2 separate regions of the Anas platyrhynchos genome follow, and region 1 is linked to region 2. The links are chromatin contacts, called in public Hi-C maps. All regions are on one chromosome and are shown on one strand. Each heading gives the region's core, a stretch centred on a gene start, on an enhancer-like site or on the middle of the called end of the contact. The rest is flanking DNA. Distances are from core to core; before and after follow the strand shown. Region 1 overlaps SPTBN5 (spectrin beta, non-erythrocytic 5). Region 2 overlaps LOC101803792 (cytosolic phospholipase A2 beta).

Evidence for each region. Hi-C and Micro-C count contacts between places; a contact is called where the count stands out from the background.
Region 1: a Hi-C map of small yellow follicle shows a contact between it and region 2, with 1.9 times the contacts expected there. The contact joins two enhancer-like sites. A contact is called at or near these places in 2 of 8 Hi-C or Micro-C datasets (F5 follicle and small yellow follicle).

Annotation. Positions count from the first base shown.
Region 1 is chr5:34,089,435-34,095,325 of IASCAAS_PekinDuck_T2T, reverse strand. It overlaps SPTBN5 (spectrin beta, non-erythrocytic 5), which reads left to right. Exons shown (of 71, transcript XM_027458500.3): 41 at 356-547; 42 at 1,013-1,108; 43 at 3,333-3,451; 44 at 4,184-4,298; 45 at 4,943-5,056. Among named protein-coding and RNA genes, the nearest start is that of SPTBN5, 73 kb to the left of the region's middle. Within about 2 kb of position 3,410, at least 3 of the 8 cell types and tissues checked have an H3K27ac peak or open chromatin away from gene starts, as enhancers often do. A contact at or near this core is called in F5 follicle and small yellow follicle, where this site is marked.
Region 2 is chr5:34,052,346-34,058,304 of IASCAAS_PekinDuck_T2T, reverse strand. LOC101803792 (cytosolic phospholipase A2 beta) reads right to left here. Exons shown (of 27, transcript XM_021278485.4): 27 at 4,998-5,959. Among named protein-coding and RNA genes, the nearest start is that of JMJD7, 74 kb to the right of the region's middle. Within about 2 kb of position 1,969, at least 6 of the 8 cell types and tissues checked have an H3K27ac peak or open chromatin away from gene starts, as enhancers often do. A contact at or near this core is called in F5 follicle and small yellow follicle, where this site is marked.

The sequences.
Region 1 (5,891 bases), core at 2,161-4,660, 36 kb before region 2:
AAGACGTCACCAACTTCTTCCTTGCCTGGGGTGATTACTCCTATAAAAGGTAAATAGGATTTCACGCCCAGTAGCTGAACATACTCATTGATACTGGAGAAATCACACAGTTGAAGGGCACAATCATCTGTAATAGCTCCCTTTGGCAGGCAAATACTTAAATCTATTGTTCTTGATTCCCTCCAGACATAAGGCATTATTGAGCTTTATTATTTGAGACCTGAGAAATTGCATTAGTAATTGGTTGTGCAGGTTAGGAAAGTGAGAGTCTTTTTAGAAAAGTTATGTAACATGGTAATTGTATTAAAAATCAGTAGTAACCATCATTTCTAACCCCCCTCTCTTGAATGTGAAGAAAGGAGAAGCCCTGGTATCAAAAGGCCACCCAAAATCAGGGGAGATCCGTCACCAAGTCCGCATGCTTCAGGAGCGTTGGGAGAAGTTGAAGAGAGCTGTTGCTGCCCGTGGAAAGATGCTGGAGGATAGCCGGGATTTCCTGGAATTTCTCCAGAAAGTGAACCAGGTGGAAGCCTGGATCAGGGAGAAGGTAAATGAACTCCAGTACTTAACCCAAGCAGTGCACTACAGTCTTGCTATCTTGCAATGAATGTGCGATAGATGTCTCATCTTCCAGGACATTTTCTTCATGCCTTTTGCATGAGAATTCTAAAAGCACACTAGAATAGAAGGGACTTGAAGCATTTGGCAACTGGCATTGAGTTTCATTGTGTATCAAATCTGAAAGTTTCTTTTTGTAACAGTGAAAGAAGAGCCACTTTATCCATCAAGTTTTCTTTCAGAGGCTGTTTCATAATCAGTAAGAGATTGGAAAAACAGTTGGGAATAAGTCTCATCATTATTCAAAAATCAGAAGAGACTACTTCAGAAGTTGTACGTCAATGATTTATAGAGAACATCACAGAACTTAACTGCATCAGCATAAGCACTGGGATGTATTGTGTTTTTGTATTCTTATCCTGAATGTTTGCCTGTCTGCTGCTTCTTTCCTCAGGAAGTCATGATTAACATAGGTGATGTGGGAAATGACTACGAGCACTGCCTGCAGCTCATGAAAAAGCTGAATGAGTTCCGTGGAGCGACATCAGGGGTAAGAAGTGTTTTCCATGCCTGCTTCCACATTCCTTGTAAGGCTTGAAGCAGCAGTTAACTTTTCAACCCAGCAACATATCCAGGTAGTAAATACAGTTCCAGTACCCTGAGGAGATGAAAGATCAGGGAGATAGGTAGCATTACCAGTTTATAAGCTATTGAAATGGATACTGGTTTCCATCATTGTGCCTTCTGCTTTGATGTTGTCTAAACAGAGCCATCAGGTGCTTGTGATGCAACCTAAAATTTTGAATTGCATTATGTTGCTGAACAGCTGTCTCTGCAAGTCTGAATTAAGGTTTGAGCAAATTTCCAGTTTGCTTCATGTGGTATGCAATTCATAGTGAGTTCCACCCAAAGGTGGATTTAAAATGGTTGTTTCAGCAATGTTTGAATCTGAAGTCTGATACAAGCCTTCTGTGAACAAGCCCTTTAAAGCAATTTGACCACTTTTTTCCATTTCCCTCCTTTATTTCGCCATTCCCCTCCTTGCTTCCTCCTCTGAGGAAGGTCTGGAAGGAGACCTGTTAGGACTTCATGACTGAGGTTTATTCTATTGTTCTCTCTTAATCTTCTCTTTATCCTGTTTGTCTGTTATCCTAGTTGCCAGTTACTGTAACAGCAGCTCCCATCTTCTCTATCACCTTCTGCTATTAGGCAACAGAAAATCCTCTTCTACACAAAAGAAAAGCATAGATATGACTGGCATCTGGGAGAAAACCTCGAGCTTCCCCTTCCAGAGCCTGGCAGTGTATTAGTACTCGATCTGGGTGGAAAGCCAAAATACTCAAAATTCAGTACTACAGAATCAGGGAAGTGAAAGGCCTTCATTGGCCCTTCAGTCCTCATCAGCTGAACCGTGAGTTAGGGGAGGGAGCAAGAGTTGTGCTACAGGTTGTACGAGTCAAAAAGAAGGATGGTGAAAGCGACAGAAACAGCATGGTACCCTAGTCAGCATAAGACTGAAGAAATAAATCTTTCCTTTGACTAAGGCAGAGCTTCTGCCAGCTTGTAGCCACTGCTCCTGTACTACTTTAAACATGGTTCTTAACAGAAAAAGCTGAGACTGATATTGTCATAGCTGGTGCTTGATTATACCATGCTTTATAGGGTGACATGAAGAGAAGCAGGCTGGTCCTGGCACAGGGTGTGCATCCATCCAGTCTAGGTTCCCCAACTAGACAAATGTGAGGGTAGGATGGTGATCAACTATCCCATGGCTGCCAAATTTTCTACTCATGTTCTGAATACTATGCTGCTAGCTCCCAGAAGAGGAGACTGCAAGGGTTCTGAAAAAGTAATATGTCTGTCTTCTGGTTTCTATTGTTTACTTTGTGGCTGTGTATAATACTGAAATACATGTGGAAATGTGCATGTTGGTATGGATATAGCATAAATAAAATACAAATGGAGTAAATACTTCAATAAAAATTTGCTGGTATGTGGCAGCTGTGCTTCTACTACACCAGTGATTAATGTCTCCCCACTAAGCCTGTGATTTAGTAGTCTTACAAAAATAAAGAATGTTTTTGAATCCTGGAGCAGTGTTCAGTGTTGACCATCCATCATGCACCAAAAGAATTATCGACTACAGTACAGAGTATTTGTGCAAATATTATCCTTTCTATGGTGCATATGCTACACTGGAAGCAAGTTGCCTGAAAGGTTAAGCATACCTTTTAAAATACAGTGGTGTTGCTTTAGAAGAAAAAGCAGTGACACACCTTACAACCCGACTTATGGGTTGTCTAGGTTTCTCAGGGCTGTATAGATTTTAAGGAACTTCTGAACAGAAGCCTATCTAGGAAAAAAAAAGTGAGGAACAACAAGCCACTTACCTTTTTGACAGAGGAACAATCTGCCACATATCAGCTGTTTCACGGCAGCCACCTATGTAACTAACAGCTGTAGCTGTGTTTCCTCAACAGATGAGCCCCTGCTAGAATGCCTGTCTTAGAAATGAAGCTCTGAGAGTTCTTATCTAGACCTAGATCATTGCTGATTCTATGTATTGTCATTACACAGTGTATCATTATTAGTGTTCTTCCTTGCTGGTACTGCCTACTCACTTGGGACTGATAACAGCACGATATAAGAGCTATCTGAAATTTCTGGTAGCAATGTATACATCTTGCTTGTTGCTGTTATTGTTGTTTTGCATGTGTCAGACTCATTCACAAGCATTTTGAACACATACCTTGGTTCCTTTTCTCGCTTTGAAGGAGACAACAGTAGACGATGCTCACATCAAGGATATCAATGCCCTGGCCATGAAACTGGAGAGACAAAACAAGGAAGAGACAAGGACAATATATCAGCGCCGGAAACAGCTCAATGAAAAGTGAGTATGCCTTTAAATGTTCAGTGTAAAGCAATAACAGAAAGAGAAGATAAGGTATCTTAGGCAGGCTGGAATTTCAATATGCACTTTCTTTAATGTCGTGACTACCAAACTTCAGGCACTGAAGCTGCCTTTCAAAACTCTGGGAGCAGTTAGCCAGAAGGATTTCTGATCCAGCAGAGCCAAAATCATGTGTCTAGCCTTGGAGACAGACATACTATTTCAGACTATGTATTTCAGACACACTTTACAGACTATGTCCATGAAAACTAACTTCCCTGTGCCCTGGTGAAGAAGCGTATTGCTTCTTGAGCAACCTGACCTAGTGGAAGGTGTCACTGCCCATGGCAAGAGGGTTGGAATTGGATGATAACTTTAAGGTCTCTTCCAATCCAAACCATTCTATGATTCTGCTACTTCAGTCCACTAGCTAAGAACCGAAAGTGTGAAGGTAGGGCTTGTAAGGTTATTGAGAGTTTAAGGAAACTGCATCAGGACTTTTTAGCTTTTAAACTGTATCCCATCCTGAAAACTTGGAACAAATACAACCAGATAGTTTTGTCAGACTAGTGCTTTACCTCTATGCTGTGTCCCTTGTTGTGAGAAACTGGGGGTCAGTACACACTGTAGCTCAGAAATCTAGTCTTTTACTTAGTTCTGAGCTTCACAAAACTCAGTTGTGCAAATTCTCACCTGTGAAATACACCCCTAAAATATTCTTTCCAATAAAAGGTGGAACAGTTTCCGTGGTAACCTGAATGCATACAGGAAGAAGTTAGAAGGAGCTCTAGAGATTCATGCCTTAATCAGAGAAATTGATGATATCACAGAGAGAATTACTGAGAAGGTGAGTTCTCAGATTTACATTAATTGATATGGGAAAATGGAGGTAAAAATGCCTATTCTGGATTGTAATTTTGAGATTAATGGAAGAAAAAAGCTATATGATGATTTCTACTAATGATTTCATGGATGTAACTGAAGCTGTTTATTGAACTGTAAGTCAGTAGCCAAATATGTAACAAAACTTCTTCAAGTTACAAGACCATTGGTTTGAAATTTTTATAACAATTTCTGCAAATATACTTCTTCATTGTCAAGAATTCCATTTCTGCTAGGGTTCTGAGAATATTTTTTTTCCATATTTCATGAAATGCACAGTCATGCAAATTTGTACACCACAACTTAAATATTGGGCTATTTTCATCTATGGGAAAAGAATAGAAAATAAAGATTAAGAAACACAGGGAAGCACTACTGCCTTTGTTTTACATGTGAGTGCTCAGTGGCAGGATTGAGAGTATTCAAAGTTCTTTTTCCATCTCTTTAAAGAGCACAGACATACAGTGCTATGTTAATATTTAAAAAGACAATAAGAACATTCAGATGACAATAAAAAGAAGGGAAGAAGGAAACAATTTGAAATAATTAAGATATGACCCTTTTGCTTTGTGTCATCTTTACCATTTACACATCCCCCTGTCCCTCCAGAGTGTACTGATACAAGCACTGGATTATGGGAAAGATGTAGAAAGTGTGGAAAACCTTATTCGAAGACATGAAGAGATGGAGAGGGAAATCAACGTTATTAAGTCCAAAATGGAGGTAAGAAGTGGAAAAGTACAGAGGATACTACAAAAAAAAAGTTCCCTTTTGCTTCCTGGGAATAGAGTGCAAACATCAATGTGATTGTTCAGATCTATGAGTATGAGCAAACAGTACATATGGCAGAGCACACAGATTTATTCTTAGTGTAAAATACTGTGCCAATTAATTGTACTTTATGCTGTATGAGATGCCATTCTTCATGATTGACCAAATCTAAGAAGAGAAGTCCCTTGTTAACATATTAGTTGATTCGTCGACTCTCCTCTACAAGCCAGATTGGATTGTCTTTTGGAAAGCATGGAATCCAAATTTAGCTCTCCATCTTTCTCCCAGTTTCTGGACTGACTTGAACCAAAACCCTGACTCTGGTTTTGTTTAAAACTAAAATGCAAAACTACAGTGTACATAGTTTTCTGATATAGCTGTCAAACCCAAGAATCTTAGGCTATTATTCCCTCTATAATCAGCTCTTGCCTTTGAAAAATGCCCACTTTGCATGGTTTAGGACTAATCTGAGTATTAAATATAGGTCTGAGTTCCTATATAATTATATACTTTAAAAAAAAAAAATGTTTTCAGCTGAACTGCAATAGCAGAAATAATATACAACACCTCACTGTTTTCACTGTTGACCAGAGTAGTAAGGCTCTTCATAAGGAACATATTTTTGTAAAATTTCACTAAATCTTTTCTTCACTATAGTATGCAAATGGTGACGATATGTGTGATGCCTTCACACATTGTGACTTTCTTAGCTAATTCTCATATGAAATGTGGGTGATTGCCAGTCAGCATTCCACAGATAGCATCAGTAAAGCTGTAGGGGGGAGTT
Region 2 (5,959 bases), core at 720-3,219:
CTAGAGCTAGGAAATTGCTGGATTAAGTAGATAGGTGCAGTGAACTGAATCTTGTCCTACAGGGGATGAGACAGAACCATCCTGACGGAAAGACACACAAACACCCACATACTTGTGTGAGGAGATGCTTATGGTCCAAGCTCCCCATCCCAACAGCAAAGCTGTTTTGCTAGTTCCTTCTCAGTGCCTAAAACTGAGGACCAGGGTGTAAAGGCAAGGACCCACACTTGTACACTGACCCCAGCTAAACAAGACATAGAATTTGATGGAAAAGTAGAGAAATTAAAAAAAAAAAAAAGTTTTTAGTGTAAAATAAGAGCATAACCTGAGGGTATTTTCCGGATAAAATAATCTCTTTCCTTTAAAAATGCTTTGTGGTGCTGGATACATTATGACAAGTCATAAGCATATCTGGGGAGGTGGGGAAAGAGTGGGGGATGATCTTACAACCACAAAGGAAGCAATTTTCAGACAAGACGTCACCATTTTCTGAAATTGCACTGTGGCAATCCAGGTGTCCATTGCTGCAGGCCTGTAGAAGACTTCAGTCTTTAAATTGTTGGAGCTTGATATTGACAAATGAGAGGAATTAGATGCTGTCAGGTCTGTGCCTCTCTCCCAGGGATCATCAGTCACGGCAAACTGCATCAGTCACGCCAAATTGTATTACTGGGGTCTTAGATGAGATCTGACTAAGAATGATTCCCAATCTCCATAGATGAAAGATAATTGCACTTAATGCTTTGTCTCATCTTACAATGGTTTAATGCCCTGGTTTTTGCCTTGAGGTGCTGATGTAAAGAACCCATTGAATTGGCTGTGCACAGTTAGGACAGCATCAGTTCTGACTGGCACTGCAAAATCTCAGCAGCTGAATGTATGCATTAGCCTCACTCTGTGAGCCAAGAAAATCCCTTGGCAGCCACCTGCGTGTCACTCCCAGGAAGCAGACAAATGAGAGAGCAGTCATTTCCTAATGAAATGAACTTTTCAGGGTTTGCCAGAATCTTGCAGGGAAGACATTCAACTTTTTAAAAGTGATTCACCTACTAGAAATGCAAAGTGCCATGGGATTAAATAATTGAGTGTAAACCTCTCATTCTGCACCTGACAGTATACCAGTCCACTTCATTCTCTGACAGTGTAAATGATTTTCAACATTAAAAAATTGAAATGATCATCATATCTGGATGGGCTGTAGCTTTGGGGGTTAGCAAGCATGACGTTTCAACATGAAAGCAGCACATTTGCAAAACTATTTTGCTAAACTATAAATAGGCATTATTTTCAAAGTTAGTTTGTGCAGTTGTTTCAAAGGTGTTGCATTTACCACTATAATGGTCAAATAGAGGTAAGCATCTCTTGTTGTTTGCCAGAGAGATGGGAGGGGAGGACTTGGAAAAGGCAGATCATAACCTGGGAAGCCTGTCATTATTATATGTAAGCATTTATTGCATTATTGCAAATATTAAATGAAGAATAGGCAGGGTTTGGTTTTCCTGCTATCCACACCCACAGATAAACTGGAGCTCACTAGTAATTACAGGGGCAATTTTAAAGCATTTTATAGTGTAGTGTAGCTCTCTCAATGCTTTTCCTAGTAGGACAGATGTAGTGGCCTGCTGTTTCCACAGGCTGGATTGTTCAGCCCTCATGCTTTTACTGATTCTGGCTTCCCAAAGCAGAAGCCTCATGTGCCATATGATCCCAAATGAGGACTCCATCTGCCTCTGCACAGCTCTTGTTTCCTCCTCCCTATAAACCTGCATTTCAAGTCCCGTGTCCTTACCTGATCACTTAACTCCTGGCACTGCGAGGTGCACTGAGGAGGCAGCTTAGGGAGGCAAAGCCATTGCTTCCCGCAAGGCATAAGCTGCTGTTGCTCAATAAGCCTCTAGTAACTGCCAGCAGTAACTGAGGCTCTTAAACTGAGATGCGTGTGAGACATTTCAACATTGTTTATCCCAGAGAAGCTTTCCCAGCAGATGCCCCAAAGAGGGTGAGAGGAGATACACACCGTGATGTACGTCAGCAGTGGGAGGACCTCCCTCCAGATGCACTGGAAAGAAGGGAGCAGTGTGCTCATTCTGAGCATTGGAGATAAAATTACCAGTGTTGTTGTGACCATATGTCTTCCGTCAGTGCTGACTGCCAGGAATGGGCTAGGAACAAACTGAAAAAATGTCATGTAGTTATCTGAGGCACGAAGATCAGTTTGGCTTGCTAATCTTAACCTGATTGTGTTCTGTCCTTTGATACCTCTCTCCATTTTCCTGCTGCAAATAACCTTTGCCATCAGGAACTGATTGGTACCCCATAAATGTGGATTATTTCTATATTTTCTTTTAACAAAGTCATTGCCATTACTAAAACTGTGGCCTCCATATTCACCTGGCTTTTTCAAAGTTCTGCCTGGTTTTGGCATTCTATAAATATATACTGGTTAGTGGGTTATCATTGCATGAAGTTACAATTTTATGCTACTTTTATTACTCATACCAATTACTTAGTAGTGAATTCTTGAAACAAAAAGCTAAAATCCTTGCCCAAAGTATCTTGCGGCCTTGACTAGAATATATGGGCAATAACGTTAAGAGAATGGGTCACATAGGATGGTAACTGAATTCTTCCACTGCAGGACTGTAAGAAGTTGTATGACATGTCTGTGAGGGATGGCTCTTGCCTTCTCTCCTCTGGTACTGGACGTTAAAAAAAAAAAAAAAAAAAAAAAAAAAAAAAAACACTTCTGTCATTGAATATGGTGCAATGTAGGTGTGCCATGGCTTAAATACGAATTGCGCATTTCTGTCAGGTAAATGTAGGCCAATTCCAGTCCTGGGCTCTGACAAAAAGCACAGTTAATGGTCACTTTGGTTCTGGGTGTGCCACATGGGTTGGAAGTGAGGCAGTGTAGTGCCAGGGTGGAGGAAAGCCAGGAGATACAGGCTCGGTTCTTTCAAGGACTGATGTGCCAAGAGGTGTCAAGCAAGCACTGCCCCTATAACCCAAACTAAAACCCTAATGAATCTACTTCAAAGTTTATAACTATCACGTTTCTCCCCAGAACATCTCTAAATGTGTAGGGAAGCTGGGTGACCACTGCAGCAGGCTCTGTTGACCACCCCGGTGCCCCAATTCCTGCCCGGCCCAGCCAGGACACCGAAGGCCGCTGTGTGGAGGACTCCATTTTGTGCAGGCCAGTGCTGGGGCGGGCTAGCACCAGCAGTGCAGCACAGCACCAAATCCATTAAACAAGCTGATAGTGAGAATTTAACATGATCAACTGCTTATACACTGCGTTAGACACGTTTGGTTGTTTTGGAAGGAGGAGGTTTTGGACCTGAAATGAATATTTGCCACCACAAAACTAGCTTGCCACTACACCAGGGCTGCTAAGGTCTTTGTCTATTACGAGGCCCTATCTGAAGGGTGCGTTAGTGGCATGCTGTACCTGGGAATTTTCACCAGCTGTGGACAGTAAATCACTCCTTTCTTTTCAAGATGGGAGGATTTACCAATCAGTGTGGTGTTTAGAAATCTAGCTCCTCCCCAGAGCAGAGGCACCACTGCTGGTGCTCTCCTCCAGGGAAATGTCCAAGCTTGGAAGAAAAGCCTCTGGCACAAGACAGCTGATGGCTTTGTGTTTTCTTTTTCTATGCCTCAGCCTGGATATACAATAAGATGATTCAGCTGCAAGCCTCATCTTCATGTACTTTAAATTCTTATGGCTAAGAGGTATAATAAATAATACAGGAAAGCGGCAAGCCTGCAGTTGAAGCTGGGTATGGACTTTTGACCACAGACTAAACACTGCCATGGTTGGAGAGCAAGTTTCAGCTCTCTGAGTCTGAAATAGTGTTTTAACCTGTCAGTATAAAGCATGGTTGATCTGAGAGGGAGAGGCTCAGTGTGCCTCAAAATGGTGTGCTGATGATACCGTTCACCTGAGGGACAAACTCAAGTCCTGCTGCACTGGGCTGAGCCCAGGCTCCTGAGGCTAATGAAGGTGTGGAACCTGTAGCACGGGGCTTGCTGGATTTTACACTCTGCTTCTTAAGGTACGCTGTAATCATGAGGAACAGTGTCTTGATATTTTTTTCCCTATTTATGTCTGTTTCTGAGTAACCTAGTGCAAGCAGGGGGAAAAAAATGCAGCCAGGACAGTACAGTGGCTAGGTTTCTTCCATGCAAAGTGAAAGCTAAAGTTTCAATTCCTTAGCTGCTCCAACAAGAACTTCAGGCTTGGTCCTTTTTTAGCCTTTCTGAGGCATGTTTCCTGCTCTTTGCTGCAGTCTTCTTTTTCTTGACTAACTTTCCAGTGGGAGGGTTGGAGCATAGTACTAGGTTTATGTACATACTTTTTATGTGCATGCAACATCTAGAGTTTACATTTCTGTTCTGACTGATTCAGATCAGCCATTTGCAGCCAACAAGGTGATCTAATCATCATTTTTTTTTGGCCTGTCTGGCTCTCTCAGCTGCTGTACCTCTGCTGGAGCTGTTTCCAGTCACAAAAAAATACAGCAGATGAAAGCAATGGAAAAGAGATGCGTTTTCACTTAGAGTGAGTTGATAACTTTTAGCTGTTTTTACCAAAGAAGACTTTTCTGTAACTGACTTAGGCTATTGAAGCTCAACATTTAACTGATAACATTAAAGTTCAGTGAAAGTCAGACTTCTGTCCCCATTTAACTCAAATCACCAAGAGTGAAATAGTGCTGGGTCTTGGCTGTGGTTCAGTGCAGCTGTGTTCCTACCCTGGCCTGTGCCATTCTGCTTGAGGGTTTATTTGCCACAGGAGGTAGAGATTTCCACTTTTTTCCAGCCTCTCAATGCCTTTGGAAGCCAGAACATCTTCTCTCTGATTTTTCTAACCAATCTTGAAGCCATTAAATGCCCTACAAAACGTTCAGCAGAGGCGCCTAGCGTAAGTGGTGCTAAAGCAACTGAGAAGAATCGTGTCTTTAAGTTCATAAAGACTTCCATGGGTCCGGTGCTCTTTTGCAATATTGTATTTTTAATGAATATATTATTAAACAGTTAAAAGACATAATTTCTATAAAGAGTAGCTAACAGTTATAAGAATAAACTTTTGTTTCCTTTGTGTTTGGCAGCTGAGAGCAAGCTCTGTATTTCTGGGGGTTTTCCAGCCGAATGTTCATCTGAGAGCAGTGATCTGGGGTACATTTTGGATGAGGATGTTGCATGCATGAATTCATCTTGAGCAGTTAAATAAACATAAGTCCAGAACAGCACGGACCTGTTTATAAGCAAGCCACATGCCTTTTCATGGCGAGACGCAGACAGACATTCTCCTCATTGTGCCTGCTCTGGTTTTCATGTGCTCTGGTCAAGCAGATCTTTGACAGAATGTGGCACAAGGACTGGGGATGGGGAACAAATGCACAGCATTTGGAGAACAAACACACAACATCTCAGTGGTCTGTTCCCTTAGAATCCATGTGCACTGTAAAGAACAGGACAAAGGAGCAGACCCAAGCACAGGTCACTGACCAGCTGCACGTTGCTGTAAGGATGCTCTGTAGTTTTGTGGTTTTTCAGGCTGTCTAAATTAGCATGCTCTGAAACACAGCCCAGCTGTGGTCAGGGGGACAGCCTGTGCCAGCCACCACATCCTGACAGGCTGTGTGGACGAGCGTGCCAGGTCCGCGTCCCACCACACTGCAAAGTCCTCAGTCTTCACCCTCACAGACACCCTCCAGGGCCTCCTGCCACACATACTAAGGCCAGCAACGTAATCCTTCAGCTTCATGCTACAATTTAAAAAAAAAAAAAGAAAACCCCCACCACTCCTCTCATGGGCAATGATACAGCCCTCACACAATTTCAGGCTCTGAAATGCAAAACAGCATTAAAAAAAAAAAATAGCTTGTTCAGGTAACCTGCTGGGTTACCAGAATAGCCTGTGTGGAGGATTTTTTAGGTCTCTTTCACATTT